2 separate regions of the Mus musculus genome follow, and region 2 is linked to region 1. Evidence: chromatin contacts called from public Hi-C data. All regions are on one chromosome and are shown on one strand. The core of a region is the stretch at or near the end of the contact, and the rest is flanking DNA. Distances in the headings are between cores, read along the strand shown. Region 1 holds the start of B3galt1 (UDP-Gal:betaGlcNAc beta 1,3-galactosyltransferase, polypeptide 1). Region 2 overlaps B3galt1 (UDP-Gal:betaGlcNAc beta 1,3-galactosyltransferase, polypeptide 1).

Region 1 (6,262 bases), core at 2,434-4,933:
TTTCTAAAAATGGTTTAGTAATCATTTTATAATCTGAAGTAATGTCAATTGTTCTAAGCATTTTTAGCTTTAAATATGAGGGTCTTTATGCTTGGCAGCATGTAATTAATTATATTGATTGGGGAAAATAAGTTCATGAAAAGAATAATTTTTCAAAGATAATGAAACAAGTGTTATCCTTTATAATGATGGAGACGTGAAAGGCTCAGATGCTAATTGTACTGAATATGTCACAGGGAAGAAAGTACAGGAAAAATCCTGCCAGTAACATCAGCACAGAAAGCATAGTGTACTTGATAACCAACCTATCAGAGCTTTGGCAAAAAGAGCCTCTTCAGAACTCAGTACAATAATGTGCCGAAATAGATATTTCCCACCCATGAGGAACAGCTACAGTGAGAATTAAATTACTTCACATTTGAGAGAGGGTAATGTCATTATTAAATCCATGTTCTCTACCTTTTCACAATGGCCTTTCCCAGAAACCTTTCATAACTTGTAGCCCTAATTACAAGTTAAGCTTCAAATCCGAGAGAGGCAGCCACAAGTTTGATTTGTTTTTAATCTCTATTTTAAGATAAGGATTGCTGAGTGGGGGTTTAATGACTGCCCTGAGATTATTCATACTGACAGAGTCAGGGGTAGAAGTGGACAGATTTCTCTCCTTGTTTAGTTTCTTGCTTTCATTCCAACTGACCCTGATAGATTGGCTGCATTAATTAATATATAATTTCTTGACGTACTTTTTGATTACGTGAATCTTTATCCCTTTAAATAAAAAGAAACACCTTCCTTTAATAACAGGGAGAAAAAAATCAGACATATGTAATTAGGAACTAAAAACAAACAAATTGCCCTAAAACAGTTTTCATTTAAATATAAACAATTCATTAAAAATCAAAAAACATTGGCCTTTCTATGCCTCCTATGCTGGTTCTCATAGAAGTGCAGAGAATTCTAGCACCAAACACACAGTATTTTTAGCTGTGTAGAATGTTATCTTTTCTTTTTCTTCTTTATCCTTAAAATAAAAAGGCTTCCTCGATCTTAAATTTTTCACAATTCTTCCTGTCAAGTGTTAATTCTGAATTCTTGTTTTATTCCAAGCTAAATGCAGAAAGCACTAATGATAGATATTAGTGTTATGTACACCTGGCTGTTGATTCTCTTTAAGCCTTTCATTTGTTCAGAATTACTTGATTGACTTATTCACTAATACTATGCTATGCAAAACTTATACAGGGCTAGAAGATACAAAATATGAGATAACACACAAACTGTAAAATCACATATTTGGTAAGATATAAAGTACTTATAAAAATTACATGGGCTGTCTGTACATTTCTGCTTGCAAGGTCCTAAATCACCTACCTCTTTCTATCACCAAAAATCCCTTTAAAAAAATTGAGGTTCTCTTCAATCTTACCTTTTTGTTAGAGATTTTTCTAAATGGTAACTGCTTTTGTAACAAATGCACTTTTGTACTTTTAATTTTCTGTGTTCATGTGTGGGGTTGTGGGTGTGGAAGTGTACCCTAGAGAGGATGAGTTCTCTCCTAACACGTGGGTCTCTGGGTTGAGATGGGATGGTCAGGCTTAGAGGTATGCGATTTTCCTTCTGCGCTTTCTCACCAGCTTCTTATTGCTTTTGGACTTTCTAACTTTAAGATCTGTTTATTTTTTCAGAGATTAACTCTTCCCTCCACATTTTTGAATATATTACACGTTTACTTTTCTTTCCTGAGCTTCCTTCTTACATGGTTTGTTCCTTGGATAGTCTGTGAAGATACTGTTTTTTTTTTTTTATGCAATAGGAACACATATATGTACTTCTCTCTCTCTCTCTCTCTCTCTATATATATATATATGTGTGTATGTGTGTATACATGTATATATATGTATGTGTTTATACACACACACACACACACACACACACACACACATATATATATATATATATATATATATATATATATATATATATATATATATTTTAAACGAGAAGCCATGTCAAGACCGTCATATTAAAAAGAAACCAAAGGAATAGGGTCTACATGTCAGCTTTTAACTGTAAAGAAATGGGATTACTGTCAGCACAGCCAGTTTGGAAAGGGATGGCCTAGCAAGATGGGTCAACTGGCTGAAGAGGAGGAAGGCACAGAAAACAGCAAAGGTCTGAATATTCTCTATACTGAAAACGTGGTAATAGTAGGCAAGTCTGTTGCGTAGTGAGCATCTTCTTTTTCTAAATGGTAACAAGTCCAAGAAGTTTGTGCATGGCTTGTTCTGGAAATCAAATAATAATTCTCACTCTGTCTGTCTGTCTGTCTGTCTGTCTGTCTGTCTCTCTCTCTCTCTCTCTCTCTCTCTCTCTCCCTCTTTCTTCTCTCTTATTTTTCTCCCTTCCCTCCCTCTCTCCCTCCCTCTCTTCCTTTCTAAAAAGGTAAATGAAGAAAAGAGTGGTGTTGATTGCAAAAACAATCGAGCCCCTTAATAACTAGCAACATGAATAACAGCATAGAAATAAAAAGAAAGGATCATACCGAGTAACAAAGTCATTTTTATCAGAAAATGATGTAGCTATGATTTTTTTCTTTTAAAAACACTCACAAAAAGCATTGTGAGGTGACTTTTACTGTCTCCATTGGAGAACAAGGGTCATTTGGAGACTGTCCCTTTCTTCTACAAGCCTTTGTGTAAACAGTTTTAATTTTGTTTTCCTTGTTTCTAGAAATTAAGTGCGGAAGCTTTTAAGTAGTCCTCTGGGCTGTTTTGATGGCGATTTTGGCATAACTGCACTGGAAAATTAAAATACTCTACAAGGAAAGATTATTAGTGTTTGAGGGAAAGATTAGGACAGGCAAGAAAGGTTTCTGTTTCCGTTTCCTATCAAACATTGTCACTTAATGTTCAGTCACATTCGCACACGAACTCTTAAAGCAAAACCTCTTGGATCAGTTAGGCTTGATGCTCTCCATATGAGTAAATAAAACCAACGTGCAAGGGCTAGGTAATTAACTAGCCTGCTCACACAGTCACTGTTTGGTTTCCTTTGGTTTTGTTTGGTTATTTTCCCGTAGTGGTTGTTCTGCGGGGTTGACGTTTCTATGGAGAGCAAACATGAAAGGTCCACTCTGCAAGGAACTTTGAAAAACGTTCCTCAATGTATCTCCTTCCTTGGACATCTCCAGGCTGATCACTAGTGGAGGTACCACTTTTCAGCTGCCAAACCTAGAAGGACGGGGGCGCTGTCTGGTGACTTTGCTTGCTTCCTTCAAGGCGGCGACCACCTCCAGGGATTCGCTCTCCAGTAGCGCCGCTTCTACTCGGGTCCCAAGACCTCTGCATAGTGATGCCAGGACACTGAACCTCCGTGCCAAGGCTCTGGGGACAGTTACCCGGGAGTGTCGGGTCATGCCAAGATGCTCTTCGAGGGTAGACAAAAAGCGCCCGGGGTCCACATTTGTGGGCCGGGCTTCTTCCCTGTGTCTTGGGCTTGGGCTTCGGGGCCCAAGTCCCCCACCCGTCGCCCCAGCCCTGCCTCCCCCTCCATCCCACACCCCAGCAGCATCCTCTCCCGGAAACAAGCCTGCTGAGCAAAGGCGGAGGCAAACCTTGGGCCTTCCGCTCTGATTGGTCTCCCCCCGCCGCGCGGGGCGAGGCGGCGATTGGCTGCCGGGCGTTGTCAGTCGCCGAGGCCAGAACCGTCGCCGGGGAAGCGCAACCCGGCTCCGGTGCTCCGGCTGCCGCCGCGGCTGCTCGGCTGGTGCAGCTGAGCGAGCCCGCGCGGGCGCCGCTGCCGCCTCCGCCGCCGTCCACCGCGCGCTGCCAGCACCGCGGGGCTTGCAGGAGGCCGCCGGGAGGGGCGGGCGCGCGAGCTGAGCACGAGGAGGCGGAGGCGGGGGAGAAGTGATGCTGGCGCCAGGGATCCGGGCAGCGGCAGCGGAGAATAAGCATCTTCGGGACCCCGGCTGCAGCGTCCCTGTGGCCCGCGGGCCAGCAGAACGGCCAGAGACGGCGCGTCCCGCGGGTAAGGTGCGGCTCTCCAGACCGCCTTGTAATCTTGGGGTGCTTACAAGCTCCTAGTGGCCGGAGCATCCGGACAAGGATGTTTGGGACCTAGACAGCGAGTTCTGCTGCCTGGCCAGGCTGATGCTCGCGCCGGTGCGGCTTCAGCTCCTGCCTTCTGGCTTAGGCAGTGACAGACTTTGACAGCGCGTGGATGGCATTGTGTGTGAGAGAGTGTGGGTATGAGTGTGCGCGCGCACACGCACGAGGTTTGGGGCACTTTGAAAGGAGAGGAGTAGGTCCCCTTTATGTAGACTGATGTCCTTCAAGGATCCGGGCTGGAATGAACAGGATGTTTTGAGCGCGCTGGGACGGAGAACTCGGTGCATTGAAAAGTCTCCTCTGGCATAGAAGGAGCCGGGCAAATTGAACTTTATTGCCTTAATGAAAAGGAGCCCTTGGGTCTAGCGCGCTGGGGGAGAAGCGCATTCACCGAGGCTCCCCAAAGTCTCACTTTACGCCAGGGACTTTGGAGCAGAAAGTAATGGTTGATCAGCCTTGCTGAAGCAAAGAGAAGTTGATAAGGGGCGAGGGCCAGAGGCTAGGCTTGGGGACTGGCCACTTATAGGTGGCAGAAACCCCGCGTGGGAGGCTCAGTTCACTTTTCAGGAGCGCAGATTTGGGGTGAAATGAATTCCACTCCAGAGGACTACGCCTTTGAGCTAAGGTGGTCGCAACTGGACAAATGGGCAGAGGTGGAGTGGTGCTAGTGCGGACATTGGAGGAATGTCCTGGAGCAGGCACTTCCTCCCTCGCAGCCCTGACAGGTGTGTCATCGTGTTTGGGACTGGTGTGTCCTGGGACAGATACTGGGAGAGCGGCTGCGCAGTCAGAAACTTCAAGCCTGCTGGGGTCTGGGCTACCAGACTTGGAACACGTTAATTCAAAGGGAACCAGGTTTTTATATCCAGCTTCTTCCAGGACATATGCTGATTTTTGTTTTTGTTCTTTTTGTTTTTCTTACATGTTCCGTTTTGTAAAGCCATTTCAAGTTCCACTTACACTGCAACCTTTCCGCAGAAGACCAATTATGCTCTGCTATTTCTGAGTAGTGCTCTCAGGCTGAGTCTAGAGCTCGCTGCTCAGGACAGTGATTCCCCCATCCCTGTATAGGACGCACAAACTTAACGTTAGAGACTTTTCTCTGGGATCTATTGTCTCCGTAAGGATCTCTCCTTTCGAAACTTCATGAGATATTTCAGCACCAAGGCACTTTCCCCTCTCTGGCTCAGCCCGGGAAAGACTGTGACCAGAGATGGGATTGCAGGAAGCTGTAGAGGTGGGGAGGGCAGCTCCCCTGCCTGGCAGGGTTGGGAAAACCAAAAACTGGCTCAACACAGGGATCTGGGATCTTGAACTGCCTACACCAATTTCCCTGTTTGAAGCTGGGTTATCTGTTGGGGAATCTAATGGGGATTCTGTTGTCCGACCACTGGACAAATTTCATAGACCACCACCACCACAACAACAATAACAACATGCCAGAGTGAGAAACAGCTTTGCTTGGGCTCCTTTCTGGTTTGCTTGAATAGTGAAAACGAAAGTATGGCACCCCAGAGGAATAGTGTGGGCAGCAAGGAGGGATCTGTGCAAAACCCCCATCTTTGTAGTTTGCAAAACCTAGCTATGTTATTCTAAAAAGAGATGAGCAACTTCCAATAAAGAGGTAGCGGTGTTAATTTTATTTCTGAAGCTTTATTAGAAATTGCTACTGAATATTTGTTTTTAACAGTCATGATTTCTGGCTCCAAAGCCTCTTTTTCTGATATATTTATAAGGTGTATGTTGTTAGATTTGTAGTCAAGATTCACCTGCCTCCAGATGATTTTTTTTAATTATAACAACTTTTAAATTATTACAACATTCAGGACTTTATGGATGTTATTAACATACTAAATGGTTACTTTTAGTTTGTGGGAATTTTTTTTTTACACAAATCTGTGAGCTGACAAAAATATGTCTTTGTCCATGATGGCTTAGTATGAAGGTACTAAGTTTAAAATGTGGTACACATTATTGATAAAAAATTCCAAAGAAACTTAAATCCAAATGAATTAAATAATACCGTCCAATATTAAAGATGGAACTTCTTGGAAGAATTTTAGCATTTGGCTAATAAAGTGCTTTTCATGTTGTTATCAAGTAACTTCTAAGTAGATTGTATTATATATAAGGGTAAGTTGCATGTCTTAGAA
Region 2 (6,262 bases), core at 1,105-3,604, 180 kb after region 1:
TCTCAGATTCCTCTGTTCCTTAACTGCAGACTTGTACTACAACATCTGCTTCTCTAGTAAACAATATTTTTCAAATTACATACTTTTCTTAAATATTAAATATGTGAAACTTATATGAGATTTTTTTTCAGCTTGTCACAAACAAGTAAGAAAAAAGAAATTACCTTTTGACATTGACTGTTTTATTCCAAGTTGTCTAGAATCTCAGGCAGTTTGGATTCAAGTGGCCATTTTAATTATTTTATTTTATTTTATTTTATTAATTTATTTCTCTTTTCCATTTGTTTGTATACACACATGTTGTAAACAAATGCTCATATGTATGCTCACACTGGAGTGTTGTCTACAAAACTAGGGCAATAGAAAGTTACAGGCTTGGTGAGCCACATTGTGGTACTGGGGGTGGAACTCTGGTCCTCTGCAAAAGCAATAAATACTCTTAACATCTGAGCCATATCTCTTGCAGTTTCAAGTAGCTACCCTGCCAAAATAATGTTAGACACATACTACATTTTCTGACCAGAGTTTGGGCAATCGGAGATCAGAAAGAAGGCAATAGTTAACTCAGTTTAGAAAGCTTATTATTCAGTAGTAGACTTCTTACCAAAAGCTAATTTTTAAACTAGACTTTTTATTAGTGTATTCTTTCTTCACTTATTCTTTCAAATATTATGTTGCCTTTTTTCTTCTTGATATTAAATACTATCCCAAGAATTGGGGAGTTAGTAATTTAATTACATGGTTCATACTTAATTTTAACATAATTATATTATTTCATCTTTTTAATCTTACAACGACTCCTCCCTCTTAGCAAGAATGTCAAAGAAATTGGTTCAAAACCCAAAAGGGCCTGAGAGATTTTGTAATCCTAGCTGGCTATGGAAAGTTTTCATTTTCTTTAAAAAGGGTTTTGTTCCCAAAGGGGCTTTATTTAAAAGTGTTGTGGAGGAGTGGATGGTGTTGACCTGCAAGAGTTTAATATAAGTTTAGACCATTCTGTCATTCTTATTATTTAAGTATTAGACTGATAAATATATTTATTATTAGACTATTAGTCTCTTTTCCAATATGGTTCATATGTCAGATGTTGTCAGTCCCAGCTTGGACTTGTAAAGTGTATACAGGGTGCTGTTTGTTTAGAGTGCCCTGAGTATCCCTCAATGGCAGCAACATTGCCAGCACCTGTCTTCCCAGCTGGCTTTTGCTCACAGGAAAGAAAGTAGCTTAACACCACTTTGGCCTCCTGGACAGCTGTATATAAACTGCCTGAGGTTATAAAAGGCCTAAATTCTGTTGTAAGAAAATAACATCAAAACAACAAAAATGGTCTTCAGTGGATGAGCCAAGTTTGGGTTTAGAAACAATTGCTGTTTTTGATTCTGTAAAAGTGGGAATGTGCTTCATTCAGTGGGAGCATGGTGTGTATGGATTGGTCTGAGGATTTTTGGTTATGCCTTTTCTGAGTCTCTGCTCACTTGCTGTTAAGAGTCCCGTATGTGTGTATGTGTGTATGTATGTGTGTATGTATGTATGTATATGTGTATATGTCTGTCTGTCTATCTATCTATCTATCTATCTATCTATCTATCTATCTATCCTTAGAAGAAGCATTTGAAAAAAGTCACAAAACTCATATCTCTATGCTAAAAGCTCTCACAGAGAGCTCATTTGATAAAGCAAGCAGACTAGCAGGTATGGTTTTAGATTTGGAAACAACCTGGGCATCCTTATATCTCCAAGTTTCTGCATAGCTACACTTTTGATGTTCCCTTGCATCCACATAATACTCGGAATGGTTATGTAAGTATAACAGGTTGGGAGATTTTGGAGCTACAAAATTATATGCTCCACTGCAAGTCTCCCTTAAAACATATTTTTTATGACATAAATATTTAAGGCTGTAAAGGGTGGGTTTGGCTAGAATTACTAAGGAACTCCACAAAGCAGCTTAAGAGACTTTCCAAGAATAGCTTGTGGATAATGGATTCATCGAATTGAATTAGAGCAGTCTGTGTGTTTGTTGTTGTTGTTGTTCCAAAAATGGACATATGGAATGTGTTTTAATATGGAAGAGTGTCTTACAGAGTGGTCCAGTCACTCAGGTTAACATTGCTACAAGATTGGTAGAGTGCTTGGGATTCCACTAGAGAAATTAGGTTGGAAAGAAGAAATAGAATTTAGGTGCCACAGTGTGTTAGTCCACCTCAGAGATGAGTAAAATGGCAAGTTAAATCTAAATGCATATGTAGTGAGTGAAACATTCCTAAGAAGTGATTATGATCCTTGGGTCATACATGACGTAAAGAAAGAAAAGAGATTTTGTCGTTCTTCTTGTTTTGTTTTCCAAGACATGGTTTTTCTCTGTACCCTGGATGTCATGGAAATCACAATGTAGACCACATTGTCCTCAAATTCAGAGATCATTCTGCCTCTACTGGAATTAAAGGCATAAAGCATCACAGCCCAGCAGAAAAGGGCTTTTTAAGTGTTCTCCAGATGCAAATTTTTGTACAGCAGCTTGATAAGATATGTGGAAAATTTATTCAGTGTCAAAAAGAGAATCTGAACAACACACAGCACAGTGTTCATGTTTGTTATGTGTTTTCTCTTCCTCATAGATCTGTTAGAGCCACGTCAAGGACTGCTGTGTCCAGGAGTGGAGAAAGGCTTATGTGAGACAAGAGACTCTACTGTCAGAAGAAAGCAAATGATTTCATCATAGGTAACAGCTGACTCCTATCTTCAGTTTTGTGTTCCTCGAAGGTTAGTGAAACTTGCATACAGATGGATAATGTCCCGGGAAACATTAAGATGCTCAGGGTTTGGTTATAACATGTTTGCTTTCATGATTATCATCTTTACTGTGAAGTGGGTTCTGACGCCAGTGCTCAGCAGATACTATCTTCACATTTGAATTAGGGTGACGTGGTAAAGCAAGAATCCTTGCAAAGCAGTAAGCTCGACACTTCGGATGTAAGTCAACAGTAGGAAGGACTGTCACAGTTTTTTTCATGTGATACCTAGGAGCCTGCTCATAGGAACAGTCAACTGGCATCACCAAGAAGCTCCAGGGCTGACACTGATCAACCTTAGTACGCTGGCATAAGACAGAGAACTGCGAGTTCTATTGACGAGCACTAGACATTATGCTTTTGAATACTTCACACATTTCCCTGTTTTTTAAATAACCTTTCATAATAGGACTCCTGATTTAGACGAATTTATTAACCAAAAATAATTCGGAGTTTCCATTTTCCGTAGAGTTAGTTGCATCTAAACATCGACTCTAATCTTAATCTTTTCTTGAGAAATTTGAGCTTAGTATTCCTCCCTTCATCTCAAGTGTATGCTCCTTTGGAGAGATCACGGGCATAGCTTAGTGTCTACAAGATCTCTTCTACTCTGGCTCTGAAATAGCTCCCAGCAAAGTCTGTCCTAAAGGTGTTGAAGATACTCTGTTGTCTATCCTACTTGGGTTTTGTTTTTGTTGTTGTTTGTTTGTTTGTTTTTAGAATCATTTCCACACTCAAGCCACTGTAGATGAGTCTTCAGTCTGTTATCTTTGTGATCATTCAACAAAGGCTAGTGGTTTCAATGATGCAGGGCACAATGCAAACCCTGACTGAATTCATTAGTATACAGAGCTTCAGACTCATAAGATCTGAACACTGTTTCCTCTGCTTTCTTAGCTTCCACTTAAGTAATAGGAGCTGTCAACCTGCGGTATTATAATGAAATATGCAGAAAACATCCTCATCGCAAGTTAGACATTGTGGTACCTTAGCAATACTTTTACCTTATCCTGGTTTGCTTTACCAGATTCTGTGATTTTATTTTGTTTGCTTTGTTTGTTTGTTTTGTTTTATTTTCTTTCTTTCTTTCTTTCTTTACACAGGCTGTCTTTCATTTAAGACAGGTTTATGGTTAGAGAAAAGTTAATTTTGAGAATTCAGAGAATTTCTGTGTGTGACCTTCCCCAACACATACAGGTTCCACTGTTACAGACATCCTGTATTTGTGTAATACCTTGTTATAATTGATGACCTCATATTAATACATTCCTATGTTCCCCATTATAAAATGATTCCCTGCTGCTATGTCTTTTCTGTAGGTTTGGAAAACTATGTAATCACATATTTGCATATTTGCATATATACACTGCCCTAACATTTTCTGTTCCCCTGACAATATTTTCTGCCTTCCATAATTTTGCCCCTTCCAGAATGTGATATAACCTGTGTCATACCACATGTAGGCTTTTCATATTGATTTCTTCCATTTGGCAAAGGTGTGTGTGTGTGTATGCAACCATGTGTATGTGTGCTAGTGTATATGTGCACATGTGTGCATACATATATGTATGTGTATGTGTGTGCATGTATGTGTGCTTGTGAGATCATAGATGATATTTTAATTATTATAGTTTATCCATTCATCATATTATGCTCAAATTAGCTTTGAAAGCTGCTAGACAGGCAGTGGTGGCACACGCCTTTAACCCCAGCACTTGGGAGGCAGAGGCAGGTAGATTTCTGAGTTCGAGGTCAGCCTGGTCTACAGAGTGAGTTCTAGGACACCCAGGGCTATACAGAGAAACCCTGTCTCAAAAAAAAAAAAAAAAAAGGAAAGAAAGGTTCTTGAGAAAATGCTGAAAACATTTGTTTTCATACTTGTGAGAACCGGTTTTCAACTCAACTCACTCATATGTCTACCCAAGGAATATGATGACTAAATAATCTATTAATTATATAGGATTTTTAAAAGAAATTACCAAACTACAGCTTAAAGCAGCTGTCCCATTTTATACTCCCAGCAGCCTTGTGAGCAAGTTCCTGCTGGTCCTGGTCCTTACAGACCTTCCCTGTTGACATTTCATTCTGTGTCACCAGTGTAATGGAGACAGCTTGCTTTCCCATTGTCTATGTTTGAATAGACTTAGTTACACTTTAATTTTATTAAAAAGAGACCTTGCTTACCTAGGAAACTCTGGACACCTAGCTGATAGTATCTTCTTGAGGATTTATTAGGGAATAACATTGATTAAGAATTTAACCTTCTTTCCTGGGCCTTGCCAGTTGTTATAATTCTATTTTGTGAGGTTCATGTGTTTGTTATAAACTGTTATAACAGTTTGACCTATTGTTTATTGCCATGATTGGCAAAGACTCTTTTAATAATAAATTATTGTAATTAAAATATGTACAGTTCATAACCAAAATATGCATTTTCTGTGGATCTTCATTAAAATAAACCATGCTTGATGCTACTCAAGCTAGGTTTCTGCCATGAACAGTATTACATGTGATGCCATGCCACTTAGAATATACCCAGTCATATGATCTGGAAGATAAGTAGGACTGGGCATAGATAATCCTCATATGGGAGACATCTAATTAGACTTACCTGTGTTTGCTATAGATAGCCCCAAACTTTCAATGATTCAGCTATGATATTCAAACATTTATGATGGTGTGAAATTAAGTCACATCAGTTTATACTTATTCAGCAATTATAATTTCAGTCTGAACACCTTTACATGGGGATGTTGAGAAAACGAACGACTTTAAAACAAAGTCTTTGAAAACACCTCCACCCCTTGTTTTTCAAATGAGGAGCATAAATTGTTTGTAACCTCTGATCAGAGATGCCTCTAAGAATTCAAGGATGGGAAGAATCATGAGATCTTCACATCACTGTTTTCCATAGCAAGGAGGTCAGGAGCTAAGTAAAGGAAAAAGAGAACTCTGGGGGGTGGGGGGAAATAGACTATTATTTGTGATTCAAAGACAATATTGTTGTAAACCTGCATACAGTCAATCGCAGAGGGGGTTGAGCTTACAGCAGTAACTATTGATAAGTTCCTTCCCCAGAACAGGAGGGAGGAGGTAGGAGGCATCTTAGTAACACGAATAGTTCCTGAGAAAAGCCACGGGGAGCTCTTCTCTGGCCCCAGTTTCATTGTTGGTCCATTTGTTCTTCTCCTCCATCTTGTCCAGTGACAACACATCACTTTGACCACACATAGAACCTATAACTGGGTGTCGTCAAACATGTCCTAAATGTTAGAAATGTATAGCAGCTTGTCAGAGTCCACTGCGATGTGAAGGGATGACTCTGGATTTGATTGGTTCCCATGTTGAAAAGAACCTGGCACACTGTCTCACATTGGAAGTTTCCGAGAAGATAATTTTCAGCTTTCAGGAAGAAAATCAGCCAACAGTAAAGGAAAGGGATTAAAGGGAATGAACAGGAAATGCAATTA

The links. A called contact is a pair of places that touch in the nucleus more often than the background predicts.
Region 2: a Hi-C map of the N1E-115 cell line shows a contact between it and region 1, with 6 times the contacts expected there. The contact joins the enhancer-like site here to the promoter of B3galt1 in region 1. A contact is called at or near these places in 4 of 484 Hi-C or Micro-C datasets (the N1E-115 cell line, cerebral cortex and forebrain), 3 of 115 datasets of contacts at active chromatin or transcription factors (the 230-238 cell line and neural progenitor cells) and 3 of 9 other capture datasets (adipose tissue, liver and pancreatic islet).

Annotation. Positions count from the first base shown.
Region 1 is chr2:67,562,006-67,568,267 of GRCm38.p6, forward strand. It overlaps B3galt1 (UDP-Gal:betaGlcNAc beta 1,3-galactosyltransferase, polypeptide 1), which reads left to right and starts at 3,684. Exons shown (of 6, transcript NM_001379327.1): 1 at 3,684-4,029.
Region 2 is chr2:67,745,542-67,751,803 of GRCm38.p6, forward strand. B3galt1 (UDP-Gal:betaGlcNAc beta 1,3-galactosyltransferase, polypeptide 1) reads left to right here. Exons shown (of 6, transcript NM_001379327.1): 2 at 2,619-2,763. Among named protein-coding and RNA genes, the nearest start is that of Mir6335, 32 kb to the right of the region's middle. Within about 2 kb of position 2,355, at least 2 of the 459 cell types and tissues checked have an H3K27ac peak or open chromatin away from gene starts, as enhancers often do. A contact at or near this core is called in the N1E-115 cell line, where this site is marked.